2 separate regions of the Loxodonta africana genome follow, and region 1 is linked to region 2. A link is a contact called in public Hi-C data. All regions are on one chromosome and are shown on one strand. The core of a region is the stretch at or near the end of the contact, and the rest is flanking DNA. Distances in the headings are between cores, read along the strand shown.

Region 1 (4,430 bases), core at 804-3,303, 170 kb after region 2:
GGCTATACAAATACACACTCATGAGAACCCAGTGATGGCTGCCTCTGGGAAGGGGACTGAAGGACTGCAGGTCCACATATGTCACATATCAGTTAAGAAGTAAAAACAGCCTAAGAGGTGCTTGTGAGAAGATGGCCTGAGGTGAGACCACAGCAGCAGAAATTCTGGTCGGACCTTCCGAACTTCCTAGTGGAGGCAGGAGGGGAGTAGTCCTGGGAGGAAGGGATTTGGACCTGGGGCAGCCTTGGCAGTGGCTGTTGAAGTTTTAGATGGAGGGCACAGAGAGGATGAGTGCCCTAGGCTCCCCCAGAAACAAATCCCTGCATCCTAGAGACCCGAAGTGCTTGATACTAAGGCTTCCTGAGCATCTGCCTGCTGAGCAAGGGATGCAGTCCCCTCCCCAGGCCCAGTAGGCTCCGCTCATCTCTCGCTCCGACCATTCGCTGGAGAGCAATTATTTACTAAATGAATAAATGTCTTGGAAAATAATGCAAAAAGCAGGCTAGAATTCTTAGTAGAAGTTAACATGGAATGAGCTTTTACTAGGCACCAGGCTCTGTGTGAGCCATTTTACACAGCGTGGGTGTGGACTTTGAGCCTGGGTTCAAATTCCGGCCTACACTTACCGGCTATAGCATCTTGAACAAATTGCTGAACCTCTTTGAGCTAGTTTCCTCATCTGTAAAGTGGAGAATAAAACTAGCACGTGCCCCATAGGGTTGACTTAATCAGACATTAACTTAATTGATTAATTAAGACTTAATTAAAGAACTATATGGGATCGAATTGGGACATTAGCTATTTGTATTTGCCGGGGTACCTCAAGAGGCATCAAAGACCAACTTTGGCATATATCCATGTATCAGCTGTGTGACACCATTCAAGATTCTTGACTTCTGGGCCTCAGTTTTCTGTTCTGTAAAGTGGGGATGTTGTTGTTCTTAGGTGCTCTTAAGTTGGCTCCAACTCATAATGACCCTATGTAAAACAGAATGAAACAGTGCCCGATCCTGCACTGTTCCCACAATTGTTCTTATGTTTAGCCCATTGTTGCAGCCACTATGTCAATCCATCTCATTGAGGATATTCTTCTTTTTTGCTGACCCTCTACCAAGCATGCTGTCCTTATCCAGGGACTAGTCCCTCCTGATAATATGTCCAAAGTACTTGAGATGAAGTCTTGCCATCCTTTCTTTTAAGGAGCATTCTGGGGATACCTACCCCTACCCATTGCTGTCGAGTCGATTCCAACTCATAGTGACCATATAGGACAGAGTAGAACTGCCCCATATGGTTTCCAAGGAGCGCCTGGTGGATTTGAACTTCCTACCTTTTGGTTAGCAGTCGTAGCTCTGAACCACTACACCACCAGGGTTTCCATTCTGGGGATAGTGACAGAAAAAAAAATATATATATATATATATACAGTCATCTAATCAATTATGTCATGGTGACTGCATGTGTTATAGAGCAGAACTGCTCCAGAAGGTTTTCTTGACTGTAATCTTTAAGGAAGCGGATCACCAGGCCTTTCTCCTCTGGCATTGCTGGGTAGATTTGAACCGCCAACCATTAGATTAATAAACCAAAGACAAAAACCGTTGCCGTCAAGTGGATTCCAACTCACGGCAAACCTACAGGACTGAGTAGAACTGTCCATGTAGGGTTTCCTAGGCTATAATCTCCACGGAAGGCGGCTGTCACGTCTCCTCCTACTGCCCCCGCCTCCCTGTTCCCACCCCCCACCCCGCAGGGCAGCTGGTGGGTTCAAACCTCCAACTCTTTGGTTAGCAGCCTAGCGCTTTAACTGCTGCGCCACCAGGGCTCTTTAGGTTAATAAACCCGTTGCCATCTAGTCGATTCCGACTCTTAGCGACCCTATAGGACAGAGTAGAACTGCCCCATGGGGTTTCTGAGGTGGATTAGAACGGCCAACCTTTTGGTTAGCAGCTGATGTCTCAGCCACTGCTTAACTCATTACCTTTGAGTTGATTCGACTCATAGCGACCCAATAGGACAGGGTAAAACCGCCCCATAGGGTTTCCAAGGAGCGCCTGGTGAATTTGAACTGACGACCTTTTGGTTAGCAGCCAAACGCTTAACCGCTACACCATCAGGGCTCCACTGCTTAGATGAGCGCAAACCGTTGGCGCCACCCGTAGTGTTTTCCCCAGGAGGCTACGGTGAGGCTTAAATGTGTCAGTGCGTGTCAAGCCCTGGAATAACAGCGCCTGGCACAGGCTCAGCGCTCAGCGCGCTGTGGCTGTTTAATTTCCGCCCTGTGAGGAGGGCGCTATTATTATCCCCACTTTACAGTTTACACTTGGCCTTAAAAGTAACTTGCTTAAACTCCAGCGTTTGAACCAAGAGTTTCCGCTCCAGGGAGCCCTATTCCTGTGTGAAAGGGATTATAACAACTACAGAGTGGAGCCAGGGACCCCAGGGTGGGGCCAGGGGCAACCTTCTGGGCAATTCTTCTGCCCTCTGGGGGTCAACGCTCGTGAACTGGGGAGCAGGAAGTGCTCGATAATGTCAGCCATTTATTGTTTCTGTTGTCTCCTCATCTTGTTTCTCCTCGCAGCGGGGCTCTGGCCAGGTCCCCCGCACACAGTAGGCGCTTGGTGGAGCCGGGAGCTCCGCCCACCGTCCTCCTCCCTTTCCGTCACCTCGAGGTGGAGGCGGGCAGGTTAATACTAACCCAGCCGCCGCCTCGGGCTCCTCCCTAGCAGTTCCACTCCGGGACTGGACCGGCAGGTACGCGGTAGAGCCAGGCGGCCCAAGTCTGCGAGGGTACAGCTGCAGGTACCGGGGGCGAGCCGCTGGCACGATTAGAGTACGGGGCTGGGTGGGGAGGAGCGCATGTCTGGGCACAGCGGATGGCCTGTGGCTTTGCCCTTAGTTCCTGGGCGGAGGAATAGGAGGGAAGGAGGGCCTCTTCCTCAGCGCCAGCCGCTCGGGTTGGGGTTGGGACAGACCCAGCTGAGCCGGCTCGGGTGGATTCCAGACCCCTCCTGCCCCCTCAACCCTCAGCCAAAAGACTGGGTCCCCGCTGATCCCTCCCCAGCTTCTTCTCCACCCCATCGGGGTATCTAGACGGCCACTGCTGCCAGGTCAGCTTGAGCCTCCCAGCCTGGTGTGGGGCTAGGAGTGTGGGAACCAGCACCATGGGTGAGGGCATCCCACCTGGGGGAGGCTGCTCTGCCAAGGTCAGCCCCGTGGGAGGTGGAAACCTCCCCCCCAGGCCCCGGGGGAGAGGAAACAAAGGAACTCACAGTCTTGCAGGCCAGCCTGCACACTCTTTATCTTGGGCATTCTCCCTGGCAGCCAAGCCCAGCCAAGGAGCATCCCCAGAGCCTTACACAGTTGGAGAAACTGAGGCCCAGGGAGGGCAATGGTCAGGGAGTCCAGGCAAGATGACCGCCACAGCCTGGGATGGGCACACACAGCCACCTCTCTGGGCCTTGGTTTTCCCCATCTGCATGATGGGGACATTGAGTTGAGATGAAATCCATGGGGACTCAGCTTGAAGGTGACGAACAGTGGAGAAGGTCTCCTGATAGCCTCCAGCTGATATCACTTGGGAGTGGAGCCGCTGCCTGCTGACCCCTGCAAAGCAAGACCAGCTGTGGTGCCAGGGGGTTGGGTAGCCCAGCCCTTGGCTAATCAGATGGCCACCTGGGTACTGGGGGAGAACAGGACCCTGCTCACATGGGGAGTAGTAACCAAGCCGACTTAAATAATAAAGCAGATGGCTGGAGCAAAGGCCTGGGTAGGGCTGCATGGGCTCAGAGGGCCAAGGGCAGACAGGGCACTCCTGCCTGCTGGGGGAGGAGATGGCCCAAGCCACACACTCCTTCCACCCTTTCTTTTACCCAGCCTGCCCCGCCTTTGAAAGATCTTGGTTTTGATGCAAGAATGAGGGACACCTTTGCTCTGGAACTGAGCCCTCTGGTTTCTCTGTCCTTCAGGGAGGGTCTTAGCTGCCTCATTCAAAGCCTGAGATCTCTGGCCTCTTCAGTCTCAGAGGAGGCCCTGGGTTCTTGAGAAGCAGATATGTCTTGGAGACTGTACCCCATTTCCCCCCCTTCCTGGCCCAGTGATGGGGAGGCTGAGGGGAGTGGAAAGGGAGCCTGCCCTACAGCCTCTTGATAAACCCTTCCCGGTCCCCTCATCCCCAGTGCCCTGCTCAGACTGGGTTAAGAGGGCTGGGTCTGCAGTCAGACATGCCTGAGTTCAAATCTCAGCTCCACATGACCAGCTGTATGACCTTGGGCAAGTTATTTTCCGTTTCTGAGCCTCAGTTTCTTTGTCTGTAGAAAGGATAGAATCATAACACCTACCCCAAGGTTGTTGAGAAGATTTGATGGATAATATGTTTTACACACTTAAGAGACACCTGCGCAGGTAATAAAGAGCAGCTATTGTCATTA
Region 2 (4,952 bases), core at 2,287-4,786:
GAGTGTCACAGAATGGAGGGAGGCAGGACGACCAGGCTTGGGAAATTATAGTACTCCTCGGAGAGCTGGAGGGAGGGCGGGGAGACCCAAAGGCCCTGGCCTAGTCTGGGGGAGCCTGCTCTGCCACCTTCATGAACCTGGCCCCCACTCATCCCTTGCTCCTTGTGTCCCACACCCAGGACTCGGTATCACGGGAGTGAGTATTTGATTGGCCAGACTTCTGTCAGGACCCACCCACTGCCAACTTTTAGGATGGCCAGGCCTCCTTGGTTTCTGTTCTGGGGGCAGGACCAGAATTTGCCCTTCACCAGGACCTCACAGAGAAGGGAATTCCTCTAAAGGGGAGATGGGCACCAATAAGAACAGGGGACAGGGGACTAGAAAGCCAAGAATGCCCCCTGCTGGGTGGTCACAGGGCTGTGGTGAGCCAAAGTGTATAGCCAGTTTATTACACAGCCAACCGTGGTGGGGCATAAATATGAAACAGTTTGATGTTTTCCTAGATGCTGTCTGTAAGAAGCCACCCTGTCCTTTCCTATCCCTTAATGACACCTGGTCACTTTCAGGGACCACCAAGTCCAGTCTACTCTAATTCCTGTTTACAACTTCTATCTCTTATCCAATTTAATGCTCACCTCCTTCCCTCTCCCAGCGTGGCCCAGCCTGAAGGATCTGGAGCGAGGAGGGCTGGTCTGAGCTTTGGCTTTTCCTCTTCCCTCCCTTGGGGGTCTAGTTCCTCCAGGGTGGAGACAGAGAGGAGGGATTCAGGCACAAGGGCACAGGTCTTTGTTCTCTGTTGGGTAACTGTGGCCCCCAAGTTCAGATGTTTGTCTTTCATGGGAATAGGGGTGAGTGCTGGAGGAGGTGCTATGAAGATGCCCCCACTGGTCCCATTCCACCTCCTCTGACCACCTCCAGCTCTCACCCCCAATGGTCTCCCCTGCCGCCTCTTACTGTTGGGCCACCTCTGCCAGCACCAGTCTTCTGTGTGAGGCAGCAGCAATTCCATCTAAGCCTGGCTACTTCTAAGGTGTCCCCTTGCCACTGGGAACTCCCTCATTCTTGCCATGAAGCAAATGGATAGATGCACTTGATAGACGCCTGTAGTTACTTTTTAACAGTGCCCAGTTAATATCCCAGCTCTTTTCTTCTGCCACTATCTCCCCTCTCAGCTTTGCCCTACTCTCTCCTGGCGCCCTTTCTCTGCTCAAAGAGGTGAGGGAAGGGGTCAGATCTGCAGGGTTGTCACACAAGGTGATGTCCAGCCAGGGCATGAGATGCTGGTCACCCCTTCTTGCAGGCACCCCAGTCTCTGTGAGCAGTTCTCTTGGATCTCCCCTCACTTGGTTTAGGGGTTCGGCAACAGAGGGAAAAGCCAAAGAAATGCCCCACTCCATAGCTGACAACTCCTAACTCCCACAAGCCCTGGTCTTTATGGGGTCAGCTTAATTAGGGGTCCTAAGGGGATGGTCAGGCTAGTAGGGATTCCTTATGAGCCTTGGAGGGGTTGTCTTTAGATTCTGAGTTATATTCTACCTCTTTCTCCCCGGTTTTGTGTCCTGGTTGCCAATTCTGGGGCAACAAATAATTCCCTCCCCCTTAACCTGATGCAGACGGTGGTGGCATAGTGGTTAAGTGCGATAGCTGCTAACCAAAAGGTCAGCAGTTTGAATCGAGGAGCTCCTTGGAAACTCTATGGGGCAGTTCTACTCTGTCCTATAGGGCCGCTATGAGTCAGAATCAACTTGACAGCAACAGGTTTGGCTTTCTTGATGTATTTGATGATGGCGGGAGCACTTAAGAGTTGTACAATGGCATGCGTGCGGTGTCTGACCTCCTCTCTCTTCACAAGGGTGAAGGGGAATCAAGATCAACAGCCCAAGGCTGATTCCTATGAGGCGGAGGTCAGACATGCCTCCTCTCTCCTCCATCTTTACCAATATCTTCACCAACCATCCCTCCCACGGCACTCTCTACTTCTCTGCTGGATTTGATAATTTATTGCAATGCCACACAGAACTCACAGACAGTACTCATGAATATGGGGTTTACCAGGGAAGTATTAGGTTACAATTCAGGCTCAGTCAGGATATAGCTCTTCCATCAGGACAGCCCCTCCCCAGCCATGCCACAGGCACATCTATCCCTGGCCCCCCAGCCTCTATCCTGCTCAGGCAAGTGTTACAAAGCTCTTTCAGCACCCTACTCTTCCAGCAAGGTTCCTGCCCAAAAGCACTCAGCTTTCTCACTCTGTAGGCTGGGAAGCCCAATGCACTGTCTCCTGCTGGTCTCTCCTGCCCCCATTTCTCTGTCACCTCTTCTCTCTGTCTTCGGCTCTCTCTCTCCTGGCTCCAGGAGCTTCTCGGTGCAGGGATCCCACATCCAAAGGAAATGCTCCGCTCCTGGCTATTTGTCTTTGGTGGTAGTGGGATTCTCTCCTTTTCCACCTCCGGGATAGCTCATTTCAAGCCCAGCGGGGTGGCAGAACTGACCAATCCCCTCATTAGGGTTCCATATGCCTTATTAGCATGGTCCCACCCAACCACTGGAGACCCTGGTGGTATAGTAGTTAAAGGTTGGCAGTTCAAATCCACCAGGTGCTCCTTGGAAACTCTATGGGGCAGCTCTACTCTGTCCTGTAGGGTCAATATGAGTCGGAATTGACTCGATGGCAATGGGTTTAACAGGTTACCCAATCATTTGGTGGGATTTACAAGACCACGGTGAGAAAGGCCTCACAAAACATTTCATCACACTGCAGGAGTCCCTTAGTGGTGCAGTAAACGCACTAGGCTGCTAACCAAAAGATTGGCAGTTCGAGTCTACCCTGAGGCACCTTGGAAGAAAGGCCTGGTGATCTACTTCCAAAAAACCAGACACTGAAGACCCTATGAATCACGGTCCTACTCTGACACACGTGGGGTCACCATGAGTCAGAGTTGACTTGACAGCAACTGGTGTGGGAGCATTTGATGATGGTGATGGTGAGGAGTGGAGTACTGTTCAGAAACCAAGCCAAAGGGTGAGCGTTTCACCCCACCCCTACATGCATGTGCACCCCTCACGCACTCAAAAATACAGTTTTAGTAAAAGTTAAATTTGTGAGTGACAGAAAATTCCAAATAAAAATGGTTTAAACGAAAGAGACTTATTTCTCTCTCATGTAACAGTCTATACAGCAGTCTACCCTCCTCAAGGACCCAGGCTCTTTTTATCTCATGTCTGCATCATCCTCAGCACATGACTTCCACTTCACGATCCAAGATGGCTGCTTGTGCTCCAGCCATCACGTTCACATTCCACCCAACAGGATGAGGGAATGACAATGGGCATGATTCTGTCCTTTATGGCAGCTCTCTAGAAGTTGCACACACTGCTTCATCCCATCCCATTGGCCAGAATTTGGCCACACAGCCATATCTAGCTGCAAGGGAAGCTGGGAAATGTGGTCTTTTGTCTGGGTGGCCATGTGTTCAGTTAATATCCCAGTTAGACAGTCTCAGCTGCACACACGTATGGTTTGACCATCTCTCTCTCCCTTTCCTCTACCCTTCCCTCCCCTGGTCTGGCTGGCAGTGGGCACTGGCCTGGGGGGCAACTGCACAGGCTGTGTCATCTGCTCTGAGGAGAATGGCTGCTCCACCTGCCAGCAGAGGCTCTTCCTGTTCATCCGCCGGGAAGGCATCCGCCAATACGGCAAGTGCGTGCACGACTGTCCACCTGGCTACTTCGGCGTCCGTGGCCAGGAAGTCAACAGGTGCAGAAGTACGTGGCTCCACCCTGTCCTGTGCAAACACTGGGCTCCTGGCCCACGTCCCACCAGCTCACCCCAACACAGCAATTGGGGAAGTAAGTCTGAGCCCAGATTCTGAGCTGCTTGGCTCCAGGATAGCCCTGCAGCCATGGGCATGTCAGTGCCCTTTCTGGTTCTCAGTACCAATGAGGCAAGGAATCTTCACTTCTACCCTAGAAGTTTGCTGTGTGACCTTGGACAAGTCACTCACCCTCTCTGGTCCTAGCGCAAATGGGAAAAGGAGTCCTAACTCCTAAATAAGTTTTTCTGTGACTTGGGAGGAATCATTACCATCTGTGAGCCTTCACTGAAATGGAGCTCAAATTGGCTGTGCAACTTTGGGCAAGTCACTTGCCCTGTCTGAGCCTCAGCTCAAATGAGAAAGGGAATCCTGACCTTTAAATTAAAGGAGGCATGTTACCTTGGGCATGTCACCTGCCCCCGCTGAGTCTCAGTTCAAATGAGAGAGTTCTCATATGTAGCCTAGTTTAACTTCAGGCAACGCTGGGCTTCAAAGGAGATACTGAGTCCTGATCCCAATGCTGCAGAGCCTGGGGCTACTCAGAGGGCCTTCCCACCTCAGGCAGCCCCAGAGCGCCCCCTCCCCGGCAGCCATCCTCACCAAGGCGTTCCTGGCTCTGTTACAGAATGTGGGGCCACGTGCGAGAGCTGCTTCAGCCAGGACTTCTGCATCCGGTGCGAGAGGCAATTTTACCTGTACAAGGGGAAGTGTCTACCCACCTGCCCGCTGGGCACTGTGGCCCATCAGAGCACACGGGAGTGCCAGGGTGAGTGGGGGCCTCCTTGCCTTGCCCAGCCCTGCCCCCTTCCAGCCCCTCCCTGGAGCAGGAAACCTGGAGGAAGTGGTAGTAGAATGCCACGTGGTGATGGGAGGCTCAATAGTACCATGTCAGGTACCTGCACATAGTAAGTCTTCAGTGCACTAGAACCATCATAACCGTTATTATTATTATTACTACTACCAACATTGGCATTATTACTACTGTGGGAGGCAGCAAAGTAGAGAAGAAGAGCACTGATTTGGGAATAAGACAGACCTGGGTCTGAATCCCAAGCCTAAAATTTACCCACTAGTGACCTCATGCTAGTCACTTAAACTCTATGTCCCTCAGTTTCTCCACTTATTAAAATTACAATA

Evidence for each region. Hi-C and Micro-C count contacts between places; a contact is called where the count stands out from the background.
Region 1: a contact with region 2 is called in a Hi-C map of fibroblasts, with 3 times the contacts expected there. The contact joins the promoter of SLC52A3 here to the promoter of RSPO4 in region 2. A contact is called at or near these places in 2 of 3 Hi-C or Micro-C datasets (blood and fibroblasts).

The regions. Positions count from the first base shown.
Region 1 is chr24:29,973,854-29,978,283 of mLoxAfr1.hap2, forward strand. It overlaps SLC52A3 (solute carrier family 52 member 3), which reads left to right and starts at 2,054. Exons shown (of 5, transcript XM_023550116.2): 1 at 2,054-2,754. It also overlaps the pseudogene LOC100654027.
Region 2 is chr24:29,798,473-29,803,424 of mLoxAfr1.hap2, forward strand. It overlaps RSPO4 (R-spondin 4), which reads left to right and starts at 3,537. Exons shown (of 4, transcript XM_023550114.2): 1 at 3,537-3,765; 2 at 4,441-4,581. The coding sequence starts at 3,537.